Regions from separate parts of the Sus scrofa genome. Here all the other regions are linked to region 1. A link is a contact called in public HiChIP or PLAC-seq data. All regions are on one chromosome and are shown on one strand. The core of a region is the stretch at or near the end of the contact, and the rest is flanking DNA. Distances in the headings are between cores, read along the strand shown.

The links. HiChIP or PLAC-seq counts read pairs in DNA pulled down with a chosen protein or histone mark.
Region 2: an H3K27ac HiChIP or PLAC-seq map of alveolar macrophages shows a contact between it and region 1. The contact joins two enhancer-like sites. A contact is called at or near these places in 7 of 47 Hi-C or Micro-C datasets (alveolar macrophages, embryonic fibroblasts, epiblast stem cells and 4 more) and 1 of 2 datasets of contacts at active chromatin or transcription factors (alveolar macrophages).
Region 3: a contact with region 1 is called in an H3K27ac HiChIP or PLAC-seq map of alveolar macrophages. The contact joins two enhancer-like sites. A contact is called at or near these places in 1 of 47 Hi-C or Micro-C datasets (liver) and 1 of 2 datasets of contacts at active chromatin or transcription factors (alveolar macrophages).

What each region holds. Positions count from the first base shown.
Region 1 is chr5:27,676,520-27,681,495 of Sscrofa11.1, forward strand. No RefSeq gene overlaps it. Among named protein-coding and RNA genes, the nearest start is that of PPM1H, 110 kb to the left of the region's middle. Within about 2 kb of position 2,007, at least 4 of the 83 cell types and tissues checked have an H3K27ac peak or open chromatin away from gene starts, as enhancers often do. A contact at or near this core is called in alveolar macrophages, where this site is marked.
Region 2 is chr5:27,232,742-27,237,717 of Sscrofa11.1, forward strand. All of the region lies in intron 32 of MON2 (protein MON2 homolog), which reads left to right. Among named protein-coding and RNA genes, the nearest start is that of MIRLET7I, 18 kb to the right of the region's middle. Within about 2 kb of position 2,085, at least 7 of the 83 cell types and tissues checked have an H3K27ac peak or open chromatin away from gene starts, as enhancers often do. A contact at or near this core is called in alveolar macrophages, where this site is marked.
Region 3 is chr5:27,326,577-27,331,552 of Sscrofa11.1, forward strand. All of the region lies in intron 8 of PPM1H (protein phosphatase 1H), which reads right to left. Among named protein-coding and RNA genes, the nearest start is that of MIRLET7I, 76 kb to the left of the region's middle. Within about 2 kb of position 2,710, at least 24 of the 83 cell types and tissues checked have an H3K27ac peak or open chromatin away from gene starts, as enhancers often do. A contact at or near this core is called in alveolar macrophages, where this site is marked.

The DNA of each region.
Region 1 (4,976 bases), core at 757-3,256:
AGCAATAGGCTGAATTTCTTCCTGCCCTCCCCTTGAATCTGAGGTGGTCTTAATGACTTCCTTAACCCATAGAATATGGCAGAAGTGATTCTGGGACTTCTGGGGTTAGGTTGTTAGAAGTTTTGCAGCTTCCTTCTGGGTGTCTTGGACCTAGTTATTATAACTCTTCCTCTGGGGAAAAGTCATCTATTATGTAAAAAGTGCAGTTGTCCTGAGAATGGGGTGTGTGGAGAGCAGAAGATGCCAGCCAGCCCTTGCCATTCTAGCCATCTCAGCTGGAGGCAACAGACATGTGAGTGAAACTGCCATCTTGGGCATCACAGCCCCAGTAGATGCCACGTAGAGGAAGACCCAAGGTCCTACATATACGGCCCAGTCAAGCCATCCCAGTCCTCCCTAGTCTTTTTTTTTTTTTTTTTTTTTTTGTCTTTCTGCCATTTCTTGGGCCGCTCCTGCGGTATATGGAGGTTCCCAGGCTAGGGGTCGAATTGGAGCTGTAGCCGCCGGCCTACGCCAGAGCCACAGCAATGCGGGATCCGAGCCGCATCTATGACCTACACAACAGCTCAGGGCAATGCCGGATCTTTAACCCACTGAGCAAGGGCAGGGATCGAACCCGCAACCTCATGGTTCCTAGTCGGATTTGTTAACCACTGCGCCACCACGGGAACTCCCCAATCCTCCCTAGTCTTTTGAGGCCCCAGAGGCTCCCAAGAGGAGCCATCTCTGCCATGTTCTGCCCTAGTTTCTGACTCACTGAATTGTGGACATAATAAATGTTAGTTATTTTACACCAGTAAGTTTTTGTGTGGTTTGTTACACACCAATGGATAACCAGAACAACACGATACGTTGTGCATTAGAACACACACACAAAAGCCCAGATATTTCTTGTGTGTGTGTGTGTGTGTGTGTTTGTGTGTGTGTGTGAAAGGGGGGGGAGGGGGAGAGAGAGAGAGAGATCTAGAAGGATAAACTCTAAATTGATGACAATATTTATGTTTAGGTCAAAGAGGAGGTCAAGCAGGATTCAACATGGAGATCCTTAAAAGGGACTTTATCCCTTTGTACAATCAGGGTTCAGTTAGGAAAATGGAAGTTACTGTGTAGATTCAGGTAGGAGGGGCTTGAATTTGGGTAATTAGATGTTGCAGAAAGGGCAGGAGAAGAGAAATAAAGTAGGGGAAGGCTGACATGAATCAGTTGTGCCACTAACTCGAAGAGAGTGAGGAAATTGCAGGAGTTGCAGGAAGGAACTTGGGATGGTCCCGTCTGCTGGGAGAGCGGAAATGCTTGGAGGCGGTTGGGAAGCTTCACAGTCACAGAACATCTGTCCACACAGTGTGGGAGCAAGGATGGGTGTGTTTCCCTTCTGCCTTCCAAACCTTGACTGAATGCCTCCCATTGGTGAAAGTTGACTTGGAATCTTGTTGCCAAGGGGTTCCAGGAAATATAGAACAGGGAATGTAGGGCATTGTGCTCAGATGCCAACAGAAAACCCTGCTCTGAAAAAAATTGTGAAACACTAGCCTTCTAAAGTGTATAAAATTGAAAGTTGCTTCAGCTGGTAACTCTTGTACAGAGTCGTGGATTTTCAGCTTCAGCTCAGTAAAAAAGTAATCATTTTCAGTTTTATTTTTGTATCTTTCACACTTTGACAGCAGGGAGTGAGGCGGTAAGACAGATTCTGAAGGTGGTTCCATGATCTCCACCTCCTAGTATTCACTCTTTTGCGTCTTTCCTCTCCCCTTGAGTCTGGGTGGCACCTGTTACTGGCTTCTAAATGTTAGGGCAAAGGTCATGGAGGGACGTATTTAAGAGTTAGTGACCATGTGATTACACTGCATATATTGGAAGCTCTGGTCTTGCTGGATTCTCTCTCTCCAGAGCTGACTGAGGAAGAAAGTAGCCATGTGATAAGAAACTGTGGGCAGGCAGGATGTAGGAGCTGAGAGCAGCCACTGGCCGCCAGCCAGCAAACCCGGAAGCTCTCAGTCACAAGGACCTGTTTGCTGTCAACAACCATGTGGGTAGGGAGGTGGATCTTCCACGGCCAAACCTCCAGATGAGACCTAGCCTTGGCTAATACCTCAGCTGCAGCCTAGGAGGATCCCAAGCTAAGCCATGCCCAGACTCCTATCCCAGGAAGCATGAGATAGAAAATGCATATTGTCTTAAGCCACTAAGTTTGTGGTACTGTCATTATGCAGCAATAGAAATCAAATACAGTGACTTTTTCTACCTCTGCTTGGGCCTGGCTCTGTTGTGGACCCCTGAGGCCATACTGCGGTGTTCTGGTGCTTAATTAGACCCCTCCTCTGGCAGTGGTCACCAAAGTGGGGGACAGAGAGGGGAGTGTCAGCCTTTGGTGTGGGCACCATGATCTGTAGGCATATGAAAACATTTGAAATCTATTTATTTTCTCTAAAATTATAAGAAGGAATTTAAGCTTTTGAAATATTCAACCTATAGATTGATGCTCACTTGGTTCAGTTCACATGTCATAGGGTCACAAATTGTGGGGATGGGTGAGGTACTTTTAGAGCAGAACAGGAGTCTACCCATGGAAAAGGGCTCACACACAAGTGGCGGTTTCACTCCTTCCTTCTTTTTAGTGCATTGTGACATGTGGCAGTGCAGGGGACTTAGTAAGATAATCTTCCCCAATGAACCAGTGGCATAAAGAGATTCTTACAAAGAATGTAAAGAACTCTAAAATAATACTAACCTGCAAGAGTAAGTTTCTATAAGAACATAATAATGCTGACATTTTTTATTAGTGTAAACTTTTTCACATTATGAAATTAAAGCAATGATAATATAATCTTACATAATAAAATGCAAAATTAATAAACATATTATTTGAAATATGAATGGATGCAAATATTACAGCATGTCTTTGTGGGATTACTTCTTTAGCTTCTGTAATGTTAATACCAACTATCCAAGTAAATTCAAACCTTTGGATTGTGGCAGTCAGAGAAAAAAGGGCGTGAGAACAAAAGGTATTTTTGTGGCCCTAAAGCAAAGATGCAGAATTATTTAAAATAATTTATCACATATTTAAATCATTTAAAAATTCTATTCTTGTGTGTTTTGAAATATTCCTATGTGAAAATTATAGACATGGAGGTAAGATTCAATTGTATTGGTATTACAAAACATTATTATAATATTTAAGAGATCAAAACCTGTTTTTATACCCATAAAAAGGAAATAAAATATATAAATACATAAACATATTTTTATTTCATCTTTATTTCATGATATTTATTTTTCTGTTTGAATATGAAATAGATATGCATATTTGTAATTTATAAATACATACCTGTATATTAAGGATGGTGTGCCTGTATATTTTTGCTGCTGGGGTACAAAATCAATTTGTTTGAAGATCTGCTCTAGTGAATAAGAATACCTGGTGTATATAGAATTGAATAGGTGGGTATTTCTGATGTTGTTCAGACTTATAATGAGACCAAGAGTGTCTCTAGGTTGGAGCTCAGGGCCCCACTGTACATGGATGCATTCTACAGAGTTTATGGGAAGACACAGAGACCAGGGAAATTCAATTTAGTTATTTAGTTAGTAAATTCAATTCCTTGGTTAACTTTCCAGTCATTGTGGGGTGATTGAGAAGGGGCTGGATTCCTGTCTCCAAGAGCTTATTATGTCATTGTCATTGTAGAGAAAGACATAAATGAGCACATGAGTGCTCTAATAAAGATATAAAGTAGTCTGTGATGGAATTTAGAGAAAGCAAATATATTGAGGACTCTGGACTATAAACCATACTTTGGACCTCAGGCTAGTTACATACTGTTGTGTATTGCTTTCTTAGTTTGTAAAACTGAAATAATAGTACCTCCCTACATACCTGAAAGGTCATCATGGGGTTAAAATAATTAAAAGTTGAGAACTTGGAATTCCCGTCGTGGCACAGTGGTTAACGAATCCGACTAGGAACCATGAGGTTGCTGGTTCGATCCCTGCCCTTGCTCAGTGGGTTAAGGATCCAGCATTGCCGAGAGCTGTGGTGTAGGTCGCAGATGTGGCTTGGATCCCCGTGTTGCTGTAGGCTGGTGGCTACAGCTCCAATTCGACCCCTAGCCTGGGAACCTCCATATGCCGTGGGAGTGGACCAAAAAGAAATGAAAAAAGTTGAGAACTTAATTATTTGTACTTAACACAAAAAATAGGAATTATATTTTAGTTTAGAAATCTACATTATTTTAAAAGCTTTAGTTTGAATTTTTATGTCTCTTTTTTCACCTGCAAATGGAAATGATGATGATTGAATCCTTGCTTTAAATCCAGGATTACTCTGTTAGAATTTATGCAAAAACTTTAATTTTAATCTATACATAAGATAGCAATTGAGTCATTATACATAAGAGTCTTCTATCTGTGGGTCAAGAATTTTTTAGAGTTCTTTGGAGAATTATTGTTTCTTTTTCTTTCCCTTCCTTCCCTTTCTTCCTTTCCTCCCTCCTCTTTGTTTCTTTGTTTCTTTGTTTCTCTCTCTCTCTCTCTGTCTCTTTTTAGGGCTGCACCTGTGGCATATGGAGATTCCCAGACTAGGGGTTGAATCGGAGCTGCAGCTGCCAGCCTACACCACAGCCACAGCAATGCCAGATCCGAGCCGCATCTGCGACCTACACCACAGCCCGTGGCAACAACAGATCCTTAACCCACTGAGCAAGGCCAGGGATCAAACCTACGTCCTCATGGATGCTAGTCAGATTCATTTCCTCTGGGCCACAGCGGGAACTCATTTCTTTTTCTTCTTTAAAGATTGAGAAAATTCTTCCAAGCTGCAAGTAATTTATAACTCTTCTTGCTCTAAAAAAAGATGTCAAATGGAAAATATTGGATAAGCAGGAGTTTACTGCCCTCTGATGGCCCAACTTACAAACTGCTACCTTATCATGCTACGTGTAGTGACAAAAGTTTCTCTGAAAGCTGCCCAAGTGTAT
Region 2 (4,976 bases), core at 835-3,334, 440 kb before region 1:
ATTTTGTGGTAACATGTCACTGTGGTTTTTCATGGTGCTTAATGGATTGTTCCTCTAACCAATATATTTGAAGTAATAACAGCTTTTTTCTTTAGTAAAGCTTCTTTTTTTTTTTTTTTTTCTTTAGTAAAGCTTTTTTCTCTGATTCTGACAATTTAACAGGTTAGTTATTAGAGGCCTTTCTTTTGTTTTTCAGCAGATGGCACTGTAGTACAAGTTTTTGTTTTTTTCTTACCTGAGTTGCCTGTGATTATATTTGAGGATTGACACTTTCCACTGTCCACTGCCCCTGCTAGAGGTGTTGCTTGTTGCCCTTGTTATCACTGCTCATGCTTCTGGCATTGCTGGGTACCTTCCTGCTGCTGGTGTCACTGTTAGAGCAGTGGGATAGCAGGTGTTGCCACTACATCCAGGATCTCTTAGGTCCATGCTGCTGAGTCCACTGCAGGGGGGCAAAAGGATGGATGGGCTAGGGAGCCAGAGTCTTGGGTGCTTTTGCCACATCCAGGGTTATCAGTTTCATGGATGCTGCTGCTGTGGGCAAAGGAGCCAGAGTCACTTGTGCCTCCGTGACTGGAGGATGACATTGCAGGCCTGTTGTTGCCTGGTTCCCTGTAGCCTTAACCACTGCTTTGGCCAAGAACCCAGAGTCACATACATCACCTATTCTGCTGCTACCACCAGGTTTTCTGAGGTGGTGGGCTCACCTGTTGTGTCTGGGGATCAGGATTGCACGCACTGCCTCCACTGTTTTTCTCATTCTGCCTCCTCTGTGTTTTAGTCCATCCACCTTTATGTACAGGTGCGTGGAATTCTCTAGAACCTTGGTGTATTGGGAGAGACATTTTTTGTTGAGTTACGGATTTTTACTGCTTTTGGATTGAAGGGAAGAAACAAATGGAGCTTCTCACACTGCTATGATGCTGACTTCACTCTCTGACTTTTTTTAACTAAATTGGTCAGAATTTAAGTATTGCATCTAGATAATTTATATATATATATAATGTATAGGCAATTTTACACACACACATATATATAAATTTGGCCGCATCCATGGCATGCAGAAGTTCGTAGGCCAGGGATCAAACACACACCACAGCATTGATTCAAGCTACTTCAGTGACAATGCCAGATTTTTAACCCATAGCACCATAAGAGAACTCCCTATTTTATACACACAGACAGTTGTTTTTTTTTTTTTTTTTTTTTTTTTTTTTGGATACCTGCAGCATATGGAAATTCCCAGGCCAGGGATCTAATCTGAGCCGCAGTTGCAACATGCACCACAGCTGTGGCAACACTGGATCCTTAACCCAGTATGCCAGGCTGGGGATCAAACCCATGCCTCAGCAATGACCCAAGTCACTGCAGTCAGGTTCTTAACCCACTGTGCCACAGCAGGAACTCCTTACATATTTTTAATATAGAACATGACTGACTTTTTTGGGGTTATAGGAGGCTTTTGTTCTATATTTGTACTTATCATTTAGATATAAACTGTAGAAATAACTGAATCATTTTTATAGCCCTTCCTCATTTGTTTCCCCTGTTACTCATTTCTTTCCAATTCATTCTTTACATTAATTCCAGAAATGATTTTTCCAAAAGCGCAACTTTGATCATTCATTTTCCCATTCTAGTAAAACAAAATAAAGTAATATTTTTATTTACCATAACCTACCAAATACAAAGAGCACTACTGACTCCATTCTATTCATGCTTTATTTCCCACTAGACTTTGTGTACCCTACTCTCCCACCAAACCAAAATTCTCAGTCTACCCAAGTATTCCCAATCCTTTGCTCATTCCATTCTCCTGCCTATATCCACCTTGTTCAGATATCACACCACTTTTTAGCCCTGTTTCTGTTCCTTAAAGGTGAGTGATTCCTATTTTGGTGAACTTAGAGCTCTTTTCTGTGTGCCTTTTTCTATTTGTATTACAGTTATACATGTACATGATTCATTCCCTTTAACGTAAACTTCTTGAGAGGCTTTTTGGGTCATGTTTTAATCTATCTTGAATCCTTCGCAACATTACTACTCACAGTGTGGTTGTTTTGGACCAGCCACTGGTCTTAAGAATTTGTCACTGGCCCAGGACAAGATAAAAGGCTGGCATCAGAGTATAAGTCAGTTGTGTCACTATGCACAATGGTTCAGCTGACTGAACTGTTTATTTATGAAACAAGACTTTGTTATAGAAGGAAATGTGTTCATTTATATTCTGGTACAAACATCCTAGCAGATTGGTGCTTTAAGCAGCATTACTTTTACTACCTAAGAAAAAAGCAGGTTCCTAATAAATGAGTCACAAGATATTTGTTCCTGTCAGTTGTTATATAATTACACATATTTTTCTGTTTTCAAAATTCACTGATTATTACTTTGGCCTGGAAGGGTGAGTATTATACTAAATATTAAGAGGCAGTAGACTAATGTGTATTCAACCTAAAAGAAGGGCTAAAATTTCTAAGAATAATCTTAGAAGAGTCTTCTTAATTTATCCCATCAAGTTCAAATTTGAGTTATCTTAATAAAATGTTTCAGTTGACTTTTCATAGAGGGAAACCATGTGTTAACTTCCTAGAGACCAGAAATCTAATCTTCATTAGATCACAGGATAGAATTTGATTCCTAGAAATATACTTAAAAACTAAATAGGAAATTCCCAATTTTTCATGTTATTGCTATAGATATATTAAATACAGAAATATATATCAGTACATAGACTTGCATTACTTTTTATGGTCTTTATATGGCTGTCAGTAATGTAACTAGAAGTTGTATAAAGGAAGAAAAGGGAAGGAAAACTCAGTAACCTTTTTTTACAAAGTCATTGCGCCATGGATAGGGCAGTGGAGTAATGATAGATGATCTAACTAAATTGTGTTAAAAATCGTTTACAAGAGGGAGTTCCCATTGCAGCTCAGTGGTAACAAACGCAACTAATATACGTGAGCATACGGGTTCAATCCCTGAGCTTGCTCACTGAGCTGTGCTGTAGGTCGCAGGCATGGCTTAGATCCGGCATTGCTGTGGCTGTGATGTAGGTTGGTAGCTGCAGCTCCAGGGGCCCCTAGCCTGGGAACTTCCATATACCACAGGTGCAGCCTTAAAAAGAAAAAAAAAAATTGTTTTAGAAAGTATGAATATATGCCTCTGGGCATATAAAGTGAAGATTTAAACTAAATGTAATCATAAATGATGATGATATAATAATGTATGAAAATGGTGTGATAATCGTCACTAAGAAACAGAAAAAAAGAAGCAACTTAGAGAAATCCAGATCTTCCCAGTAAAAATATGTTGGACGACTTGTAGCCAGTACCAAATTAATTCAAGGAGATGGCTGTAAGTTTTGGAACCAGCCTAAACCCAACCATTTGTTTAGAATGTTTGCTATTTGTTTTAGGGTTTTCTGGTGGGAGAGGAGGCATTTGTTGAACCTATCTTTAGTTTTGAGGAATCTTGTTTTTTATCATTTTACTTGATTGTTAATTAAAATTTTGAGTAGTAGTAAACATACACATGGTTCAAAAATTCAAAATTATAGAAATATGTGCGGGGAAAAGTTTGGGTTTTTTGTGGTGGGTTTTTTCCTTTTCTTTTTTTTTTTTTTTTTTTTTAATCTTTTTGCCTTTTCTAGGGCTGCTTCCTGCGGAATATGGAGGTTCCCAGGCTAGGGGTCCAATCAGAGCTGTAGCCGCTGGCCTATACCAGAGCCACAGCAATGCAGGATCCAAGCCTCGTCTGCAACCTACACCACAGCTCACAGCAACGCTGGATCATTAACCCACTGAGCTTTGAGGCCAGGGATTGAACCCGCAACCTCATGGTTCCTAGTTGGATTCGTTAACCACTGTGCCACGACAGGAACTCCAGTGGGTTTTTGTTTTTTATGGGTTTTTTTTTGGCCATGCCTGCAGCATGTGGAAGTTCTCAGGGCAGGGATCAAACCCATGCCACAGCAGTGGCAATACCAAGTCTTTATCCACTAGGCGACCAGGGAACTCCTAGGGAAATGTTTTGAGATGGTCATTCCCCTGTTCTACATCTGCCCAGCTCTCTCACCTTACCATAGTCAACCATTTTTATTAGCTTGTGGGTCCTTCCCTAAGTTTTTTATGTAAGTACAAAAAATATATATAGTTGGCCCGTGAACAACTCGGGGATCACTGATGTCAGCCTTCCAAGCAGTCAAAAATCCATTTATAACCTAGATGGTTCTTCTGTATCTGGGGTTCTGTATCCTTGGACTCTATCATCCAGGGATTGTGCAGTGCTTCAGTGTTGACTTTTGGAAAAAATCTGTGTATAAGCAGACCCATGCAGTTCAGATCTGTGTTGTTCAAAAGTCAGCTGTGCTCCAGTACACCCCCAGTTTTTAACATGAACAAATATGCACAATAGCTCCAAGTTATACCTACTGTTCTGAATATACTTCATTTTTTCCACTTCCTAAAATACCATGGTGATACTTCCATACTCAATACATACAGCTTTTTCATATAGCTTTTTTGTTTGTTTGTTTTTGTCTTTTTAGGGCCACCCCTGCAGCATATGGAAGTTTCCAGGCTAGGGATTGAATCGGAGCTACAGCTGCCAGCCTGTGCCACAGCCAAAGCCACACCATATCTGAGCCTCATCTGCGACCTCAGAGCGAGGCCAGGGATCAAACCCGTTTCCTCATGGATACTAGTCGGGTTCCTTACCACTGAGCCACAATGGGAATTCTGCCTTTTCATTGTTTTGATGGCTAAGTCCAAAGTGACCATGAAAATCTATGGTTAGTTTTTATTTTTTTATTTTTTATTTTTATTTTTTGTCTTTTTAGGGCCACACCCATGACATGGCGAGGTTCCCAAGCTAGAAGTCGAATCAGTGCTGCAGTTGCTGGCCTACACCAGAGCCATAGCTACTCTGGATCTGAGCTGCATCTGTGACCATCACCACAGGTCACGGCAACGCTGTAT
Region 3 (4,976 bases), core at 1,460-3,959, 350 kb before region 1:
GCCTGTGTAAACAAGGGTAATCCCAATGCAAGTGGTGGGGGGAACCTCACCTTGAAAACACTGTCACAGGTTATAAGCTCCCCTGGGGGGCGAGGTCTGAGTTGTCCTATTTGTTTCTGTCCTATTGGAAGCCACGCAATAAACCACCAAATGGAAGCACTCCCCTTGCTGGACATTCACCCTTGTCCTGCTTACAATAAACACCCAGAGAGCCGGTCACCTCGTCTTTCCCCCAAAATTCAACTTCTGGAGGCTAGAGATCCCATTTGGCATTTCTTCCATGGGCCATAACTTTCAGAGTGAATCCCTCTAGATCTTCGGGACACACATGCTGAGACAAAGAGTAAATGGGAAGAAGGGAGGGAGAAAAAGAATTTTTCAACATACATAGTGATTCATTCAGAAGAACCCCTGATCTTATGGTGCCCCCACAGTTTTAGCTTATAAACTCCAGTGCCCCCAGGCAGTCAGCAAAATGTAATGCGCTGAAATACAACAGAAGTAGCAGACTTTCCTTTTTTTCACAGTACTCAGTGGAGCTGCTAACAAAAACCTCTCAGTATTGGGGGAGGGGGGGGGAGCAGGAAGAAGTCCGGGGGCACCAAGGGTCATGCTGTGAGCCCCCAGATCAGCCAAGAGCAGGAAGAAGTCTGGGGGCACTAAGGGTCATGCTGTGAGCCCCCAAATGAGCCAAGTGCTGACGGCTCTCCCAGGGCCCCCACTTTACACAGGAGCTGGGGACAAACAGCTCTTTAATATGCACCTTCACTTACTGCTTGGCTGCCAGCTGTACCTAATATTTGTTCAGCACCTAGTATGTCTTCACCTCTTTGCTCTGTTACTGATAATTTGGGTGACCTGGCAAGAGAGCTCAGAGTACTGTAAGCTGATGGTGCTTCTTGAAGCAATGTTTTTTTTTTTTTTTTTGGCTGCATCCATGGCACGTGGAAATTTGAAGGCCAGGGATCGAACCCGTGCTACAGTTGCAACCTGCACCACAACTGCGGCAACATCGGATCCTGAACCCACATGGGAACTTCCTTGAGGCTACTTTAGGGTACTTTTTTTTGTTTGTTTTCTTTTGTTTTTTCTAGGGCCGCACCCGTGGCATATGGAGGTTCCCAGGCTAAGGGGTCTAATTGGAGCTGTAGCCGCCAGCCTAAGCTAGAGCCATGGCAACATGGGATCTGAGCTGGGTCTGCGACCTACACCACAGGTCACAGCAATGCCGGATCCTTAACCCACTGAGCGAGGCCAGGGATCGAACCTGCAACCGCTTGAGGCTACTTTAAAAAAGAATCCATCTATTCTAAAAGGCAAAAAAAAAAAAAAAAAAAAAAAAAAAAGAATCCATCCATTCTGCCAGTTGCCAAATCCCAGCTGCTCCTCACAGCGTTCACATCTTTATCAGCTCAGCAAATTCTCCAAGCCTTTTCCCCTCTTGAGTACTCAAGGTAGGATGAGGCACTCCCACGGCTCAGGCCCAGCTGTCTTCGGGAGCAAGAGCCCTCCCTCCTGCGTTATTAGAAGCCCTCACTTCAGTTCTCTGGGTCTCACTAGCTCTGGGACTTGACACAAGTCATTTATTTTTGTGACCTCTCAATTTTCTCATCCCCGAAGTCACTGTTTAAAAAGTGGAGAAAAAAGACAAGAAAAATAAATATAACATGTGCTCTGTCTCACGAAGCTTTTATAAAGATCAAATGAGGAGTTCCTGTTGTGAGGCAGCAGAAATGCATCTGACTGGTATTCATGAGGACACAGGTTCGATCCCTGGCCTTGCTCAGTGGGTTAAGGATCCGGCGTTGCCATGAGTTATGGTGTAGGTTGTAGAGGCGGCTTGGATCCCGTGTTGCTATGGCTGTGGTGGAGGCTGGCTGCTGTAGCTCCAATTCAGCCCCTAGCCTGCGAACTTCCATATGCTGCAGGTGTGGCCCTGAAAGGACATTAAAAAAAAAAAAATCAAATAAGATAATGTGGAAAGGAACTACAAATCCTTTTTTAAAAAAAAAAATCAGTGTTGGATTAGTTTCAGGTGTACAGCACAGTGAATCACTCATACATACAAATACATCCGTTCTTTTTTCACCATATAAGTTATTACAAACTGTTGAGTAGATTTTCCTATGCGGTACAGCAGGTTCTTGTTAGGAATTACAAATTCTAATGTGCAGCGTGTTTTTTTAATGGCTCTGATCTCAGGGTGGTACACCTGAAAAAAGTAGCTAGTTGGTGGAAGGAGATGAGTTAGGAGTGGGCTTCAGGGACCTGGGTTCGATTCCAAAAGTCTCACTTAAAATGACAGTAACTGGGACTCTCACTTATGATTTGGCAGAAAACCCAGGTGGTTCCCAAGGCGGAGGCTGCCAGTAGCTGGTGGACAATAGGAGTACAAATCCTCGGCCTCTCCACCCTCTGTGGCCAACCAATCCAAAAGCTCAGCCTGCAGAAGTGGGACGTGGCACTTGTAAAAGAAAAAGAAACTCCAGCGTACTTCCTTGTCACCCAGTACACGGAGAGATTATTTCAATACTGGCCGTCTGGCAGGCCACCAAGATTGCACCCAAATTCTCTGCTGTGACTCTCTCTACACTAGATGATGCCACGAAACACACACTGAACCTGGTGGCAGAAGACTAGGGTTTGAGACCTACCTCTGTCCCTTAATAGTTAGGCAACACCACTTTGTTCATTCGGATTTTAAAGTCACTTGCCGGGAATACGGAAAGAGGAAGTATTGATTCATCAGATGGGGTGTGTCAGGGGGGAGACATCTGGGCATCCCACGCCTTCGATGCAGAGGGAACTGCAGGGGCCAAAGCCTGGGGATGAGACAGGGCTGACATGCCAGGGCGGCTTTCCAGAGTTTGGTTTGGCTGCAGAACTGAGTTTCCACCGGGGAGCAGTGAGGGATGAGGCCTCTCGAACCTTCAGTGTCTCCCTTTGTGAAATGAAAGGTCAAGGTGGCCACTGGGGATGCTTATGGCTCAAACATTCCCCGACTCTTTCATCATGGGATGACTTAGACCTGGATGGGACCGACCACATGACCTCAGCATTTGACTGCAAATGAATCAAGGGACATTGAAGTATGACAAATATGTGGGCTGCTCCTGCCACCCAAAAAGGAGCTGGTTGTTTTGGCTGTGGGTATAATTTTCTATTTGAAAGGCACCACAGGTATTCTTGAGGTTTGCTTTTTTGTTTGTTTGTTTGTTTTAATCTACAGGCAAAATAAACACTTGACTTTTGAGGGTGTATGTAATCTAATAGCCAAAAAAGTTTCTAAACCAGCTAAAATATTATGTAATACAGAGTCTGAAGTTGTTCCCAGCATGTAGCTGCTCAAGCATAAGGCTTTCGTTTTCTCCACACAAGGCCAGAACTTTACAACTCAGTGAGGTAAGCTTTTTTCTTTAAATTTTTTGCTTTTTTAGGGCCACACCCATGACACATGGAACTTCCCAGGCTAGGGGTCTAATCGGAGCCACAGCTGCCAGCCTACACCAGAGCCACAGCAATGCCGGATCCGAGCCGTGTCTGCAACCTACACCACAGCTCATGGCAATGCTGGATGCTTACCACTGAAAGCGAGGTCAGGGATCAAACCCGCATCCTCCTGGATCCTAGTTGGGTTTGTTAACTGCTGAGCCATGAAGGGAACTCTGAGGTAAGCTTGATGAAGGCATTTCCTTTACATGTGGGGGTCGGGGGACGCCCATCCTCTACTCCTTTCTCTGGGATTCCAATGGCTTGTTCGAATCAAAGGCTCATTGAATGAACCAGTGAACAAATGGACTTGAATCTAGCTCATCAGTCATTTGAGGAAGAAGTTTCTGTTCACTCAGTTGCCCATCTGCAGAGATCAGGGTCAGAAAGAAATCCCAAGTGAAAGTACATGGGTGCCGTGGCGATGGACTGGATCGTGTCAAATTCATTTAGGAGGCGTGGGAGGTAGACACAGAGTGACCATACATCCTTGTCAGTCTGTCTGCGATAGTTTTGGTTTATGCTGCCTTCCCAGCATAATGATTAACAGTGTCCCTACGGACTCTCGAAATGTCCTGGTTGACAGAGTAAGTTATCTGGTCTCCTGGGGTGTAAATAATTAAATGACTACTATCCTTTATTCTTGTAGCTGCTACTTCTGGTGGTGGGGACTGAACATGACCACAGTGTCTTACTACTTCACAGGACTCTTCACAATGGCAGGATTTCAGGGACCTCAAGGGAGCAGGAGATCAAGTTACTACATATCCACACGGTATCCCTGATGAGCGGTGGGATACCTGCTGTGTGGCAAAGTCAACCCCACTGCCTGCAGTTATTCTGGATTATAAACCTAATGTTCCTGAATCTACTCAATACCATGTCATACCTCTATGGGAAATGAATCAGAAAAGTAATAGGCATATGTATATATATACCCGATTCACTTTGCTGTACACCTGAAACTAACACAACCCTCACCCCTCCCAAGCACAGTGAAAAACAGTTTATGACAGTGTTATTCATTCAGTGTTATTCTTTGGATCACCTGCCTCAGAGCTGTCTAAAAACATGAAAAATCCTAGGACCTACCCTAGACCTAGTGATTCCGATTTTCAGGAAGTGACTTCCAGGGATTTGCATTCTTTAGCGAACTCCTCAAAGCATTCTTATATGCATCAGTACAATAAATTAGTGCCAGCAAAAGATGTTCCATGTTTAATGGAAACATTCATGTGAAGTTATTATTTTTTTCAGGAGAGGATCAGGGAGGGATAATCTCCAATGAGAAGAAATGTTTGACACAATATATAGGTTGGCTCCTCTTATGTGACCACAAATTTCATGAGTTGCCAAGCTAGATTTTATGGGGGTGGGGGCAAGTAAATTCCACATTCTGGTTTTATTTAGCAAATCTCAAGACACTTCCTAATAGAAACCACCCTTGTGGATGACACACAGGTGCATGACAAGTGATTTTTACAGCT